Regions from separate parts of the Gossypium hirsutum genome. Here region 1 is linked to region 2. The links are chromatin contacts, called in public Hi-C maps. All regions are on one chromosome and are shown on one strand. The core of a region is the stretch at or near the end of the contact, and the rest is flanking DNA. Distances in the headings are between cores, read along the strand shown.

Region 1 (2,700 bases), core at 115-2,614, 140 kb before region 2:
AAATTTCTGTTTAAAATACATAAAACTAGTTAATTTAGGAATAATATATAATTTAGCCCCTGAACTTATCTATTTGTATCTAGTTGGTTCCTAACTTTTTGGATCTAATTAGTCGTTGAACTTGTATTCCGTCAATCAAGTTGGTTCCTCCACACTAACACCGTTAGTTTGTGATGATGCCATGATATTTCTAACCAATTTAGAGGACGACATATGGGAAACATAATTTATATATTTATATATATTTTTAGTTTATGTTTTCCATATGGTGCACTAAGAGGCTACCACGTGAGATCACCAGATTAGCTAGTTGTATCACGTTAGCACAACTAATAATGTTAGTACAAAAATATTAATATAGTTGATGAAATACAAGTTTAAGGACCAATTAGATAAAAAATATTTAGGGACCAACTACATAAAATGAACAAGTTCAAGAATCAAATTATATATTAACCCTTTAATTTATTATAAAATTAAACAGCGCTAAATATTTATTTTAATAATAAATATTCCAGCACACCAATCTCGGTTTAGCTGAATTCAAAACAAGCAGTAAACCCCAACGATATTCGGTTTTGATAGACATAGATAGGTTGAGACTTGAGAATTTTTCTCTGATGGATGGACCGCTTACGCTTGATTCAACTCTAGGGTTTTTGACTGGATGTTGTTCTAGTGCAAAATAACAGTGATTGAAGGGTAATCTATGAAGTGATAAAATGCTACACCTATGGCTAAAGCTAGTTTACAGATGATGACAGAGTTTAGCCATTCGTAGGGAATGATCCTGTACCTGATGGAACGTAATATCGAATCAAGTGAATGTGAGTGGTGTCTAACTCTGATTGGCCTCAACATATCGTATCTGAATGGTGTCTGATGTTACCATTTTCTTAACTATGTTATATGTTCAACATGATGTCCAAAATTTCTGGTTCACGTAGAGATAGGGTCGTCCAACGAATTCAAGGAGCCATCAATTGACTGATTGGGTTGTTTAATTACTGCCATCATTCTGGGATGCAAATGAAGTTTCAATTTCAAAAGCTAATCCTAGCTCAGAGTCCTCCCAATCTAGAACCTCTGGGATTCTGATTGTTCTTAAAGAGGGGAATACTTGTACTGAGTTTGCAACTTTCAAAGTGTGTATAGGAAAGAAGGCTGTAAAAGGAAATAAGATGAATAGATGCAAAGATGAGGAAAACCTAGAACTATCACCCCTCATATGTCTATAACTTTCATATCCAACCGAGTCGACTTAATTGAACATATGCATACAAACATTTGGGTTTAGCTTGTATACGAGAAGAGAGCAAGCCAAAGTCCTTTCAAGTACCAGACAGCTTGGGTTCTACCAGGAAAATGGTCGGTCCTAAAAAACACGTTCTTCTTTTTATCTGTCAAATGTGAGGTACGGTCCCAGTAGGGGACCAAGGTTCTCATAATTCCACTGGCAGAAGCACCCGGCTCATCTCCAGAACTCTTCTTCGTCCATTGAAATAATTGGCCTATGCCACGTTGCCATCTATCAAATGCACCGTAATCAACGGGTTTCTAAGATGATCCTGCTAAGGAAAATAAACAACCAGAAAAGAGAAATTAGACACCTTCTCTCTGGTCTAAAATCTCATGTTAGCACTCAAATTGGGACAATTGCTAATGTGAAAAACGCTAAAGACAACATAATATATGGAGTTTCTGAAAAAAAAAAGAGCAAAGCAAGTGGCGAAGCCAAGTGGGGCTAGCAGTGCTCAGCCCCTAAAATAAAAATTATTTTTTCATTTATATTTTTATAATTTATAAATTTTTAAATTAGTAATAATATTATTATATTTTTACTCTTAAAAAATAATAAAAATTTATTTAATCTTTTAAAAATTATAAAAATATAAATTATTAAAACGATAAAATTATACTTTTACTCTTGTAAAAATATATAATTTAATTTTAAATCCGGAAAAATCGACAATTGCTATTGAAAGTCGACAATGATCTCTTGAAAGTTGAAAATCGGCAGCCCATTATAGGTAACCATCTCAGTCTGGGTGGCGAAGAACACTAATAGGTGACCATATCTGGTTTAACCATTGATGTTTTAGAATAAAACAAGTTGCAGCTTAAACTGGTGCTCTAAACATTCTAAAAACATGGTCTGATCTTCATCACCTAAATTCTTCCGAGTTTGTAATCTTTAAATATAATCCATTTGAATGCACCGTTTCAACTCTAAAAATCCTCCCTTCCTTGGCCATTTGCAGCAGCTGGTTGTGAAAGGAATATTCATGTTTTAATGTCTTCTTTCAGTGTGTGTAAGAACCATCAATTTTGCCCACCATATTTGGCCATGGTTCAGTCCAAAGTTCTAGGCTTTGGTTTAGCTGAAGGTAGGAAAAAAGTTGGTATGTGAGATAATAAGGAAACTCATGAGCCATGGAAGTTGCCGACGTTATTTAATATTCATTATCAGATGATTGATTGACATCCATGACTGTAGCAGCGATAGTGATACTGGACCATAGGAATTGATTGAACTTTGACAGGTTACTAAAATAAAATGAAAGAAGCTTAGTGTGAGGTCCACACTAATCCGGAAAGTATTGCTAACTTTAACCTATTGAATCTGAGGGCTAATTTAGTGCTGTTTTTGAAACTTGTGAAAAAAATACTTTTAAAATTTTTTCTTTAAACTTTAATTAT
Region 2 (2,700 bases), core at 175-2,674:
ATATAAAGATGATGGTGTAGAAAAGGTGTATGAAGGACTTTATAAAAGCATGATCGAATGCTTGATGTATTTGACTACAACAAGGCCAGGTATAACACATGATGTAAGGCTAGTGAAATTCATTTACAGATAGCAAAACATGTGATATGTTAAAGGCACTATTGATTTTGGCATTAAGTTTAGTCAACTTCAGAATTTCATTTTCCATGGATTCTCCGATAGTAATTAGGCTAGATGTGCTGATGATATGAGAAGTACTTTAGATTATCGTTTTAGTCTCGATTCAGGTGTTTTCTCGAGGTATTCAAAGAAGAAAGACGTAGTGGCTCAACCCACTATTGAGGCAGAGTACGTAGCTGTTGTTGCAACCATAAATCAAGCCTTATGGCTTAGGAAATTGCTAACATATTTAGATATGAAGCAAGAAGTGTGTATTGAGGTGTTTGTAGACAGCCAAGTTTCTATATCCCTTACAAATTATCCAGTTTTCATGGAAAAAGAAAGCATTTCAAAATAAAATTATATTTTCTTATGAAGGTTCAAAAGAAAGGAAAACTACAACTAGCTTATTGCAAAACTGAAAGTCAAATTGTAGATATTTTGACCATAACTCTTCCTATAACAAGATTTGAGTTTCTAAGAGAAAAGTTTCATGTTGCATCTTTCAAGTCAAAGGACAGATTGTTAACAGTTATGCCTAAGAAAATACTAGGAATCAATCAATGATATTCTTTTTAAATTTAAATTTGATTTTATGGTTTTTTTAAATTTTATTGTTATTTTTTGTTACAATTTGCTATATAAATTCAGCTTTTATCATTTAATAAAAATGTTTTCAGTGATAAAATATATAAAATATTCTTGTTTCTTGAATGTTTCTTTTTCACCAACAAAATTGCATTTTTTTTAATTATTACTAGGAAAATCTCTAAGCTCTTCAATCAAATAACATACAAATTAAAAAAGAAAAACAATAAGTTCAATTCTGTGATATCAATGGTTTCCACCATTGAATTTTCAGTTGATCCGAGGAAATCTTTTATGGGTTTTTGTCTTTAACGAGGATTAAGCTGAAAACAAGTATATAGCAAATATCCTCAGCATTTCTCAACTAAATAGTCAAACGCAGGGTCGACAAATGTGCAAAAGATGAAAACAAGTCCTTAAAAAAGGATAAAGAAAAAAAATCGAAACATCATGAGACAGGACCCAAGGGACGTTTACGTGTTGGGTGAAGTAAATATCAAGGATTTTCCCACAGATTTTCTTAGGAAAGTGATCTATGGCTGAGATCATGCTTGCTGGCCTTCATAGAATCTTGTTTTGGACAGCCACTAAAGAAAAAAAAATTATGGATCATTGTGCCCACCAAATTAAATAAATATTTTTTCTTGTTTCCGTAATTTATAGTAAGTTTGACACAGGATGAGGACGCCGCGTCAGTGGACACCATGACGTTACCATTTGCTCACGATTTCCCCAATTAGGTGCCGCATCAGATAAGTGGAAAAAGATTATGTAAGACATATATTTATTAAAATTTCACAAAAAATAAATGATATTTTGAATACAATAATAAATTATTTATTATGCAGAATGTTTTGGGTTCAAATATTAATTTGATTAATTTTTTATTAATTTATTATATATATAAAAGATTAAAACACACTCATAATAATATATCTTAATTTATATATATGTAAAAGTAATTTAGAAATTTCACAAATAAATTTGTTGACGATTGATATGTATCATTTATAACTATTTGATATATATATGTGTATCATTTATATATAAAATTTTAGTTTTGAGATAATAATAATACTTTAAAGGAAAAATAGTAGATAGGTTCTAATGATGAAAAGTGAATACTTAAGTAGCTTAATTTTCTTCTAAAAAGTAAGTTTAATTAATAATGGTGACAGTTATTGGAAGGTGGATAAAGTTAAGATTTTAATTTTTATTAAAGATTTAGATCATACAAATATTTTTATATTTTTCTAAAATTCATAAGCTTAAATTTTTAAAATTCAATTGATGTGATTTGATTTGTAACACCAAATTAATTAAAGAATTTATATATATACTAAAACTTCACACTGAGTGAAAAATAACATTTTGTATACAAATTTTATAGTTAAAAAATAATATTTCATATATATATTTATTTTGAGAATGATATTTTAGAAAAAAGAGCGGATAAGTGTTTTTAATGAAAAAAAAGTTATGTGGATAATATTGGATAAATTTTTTTAAGGGAGTAGATTAATTAAGAATAATGGGTAGCTAAGGAGTAGTAGATAATTGGTTGTTTTTATTTTATTTTATCAACTCTTAATAATGTAAAAATAATATTTGCATTTTTATTTAATTTTGGATAAGTGAAATCAATTAAAATGAATCAAAACGTGTTAAGTATAGTAGTAAGATACATTGTGCTCTTAATAAGAAAAAGCATGTTCCAACATTTGAGATGACATTGTTGGGAGAGGCAAGGGCGAATCTAGGGGGCAGATAAGGGCCCGGCCCCTTTAAAAATTTTAACCCTTTAATGTTTTTAAAATTTTAAATTAAAAGGTAAATTGCACTTTGGCCCCTATAAATGATAAAATTTTGATTTAATCTTTTAAAAATTATATTTTTACTATAATAAAAATTGCAATTTAATTTTGGCCTCCTAAAAAGTTTTCTGGCTTCGCC

The links. Hi-C and Micro-C count contacts between places; a contact is called where the count stands out from the background.
Region 1: a Hi-C map of hypocotyl shows a contact between it and region 2, with 2.1 times the contacts expected there. The contact joins two enhancer-like sites. A contact is called at or near these places in 2 of 34 Hi-C or Micro-C datasets (hypocotyl and leaf).

Annotation. Positions count from the first base shown.
Region 1 is chrD12:29,360,690-29,363,389 of Gossypium_hirsutum_v2.1, reverse strand. No RefSeq gene overlaps it. Among protein-coding and RNA genes, the nearest start is that of LOC121224527, 17 kb to the left of the region's middle. Within about 2 kb of position 1,364, at least 8 of the 9 cell types and tissues checked have an H3K27ac peak or open chromatin away from gene starts, as enhancers often do. A contact at or near this core is called in hypocotyl and leaf, where this site is marked.
Region 2 is chrD12:29,218,830-29,221,529 of Gossypium_hirsutum_v2.1, reverse strand. No RefSeq gene overlaps it. Among protein-coding and RNA genes, the nearest start is that of LOC121224749, 36 kb to the left of the region's middle. Within about 2 kb of position 1,424, at least 3 of the 9 cell types and tissues checked have an H3K27ac peak or open chromatin away from gene starts, as enhancers often do. A contact at or near this core is called in hypocotyl and leaf, where this site is marked.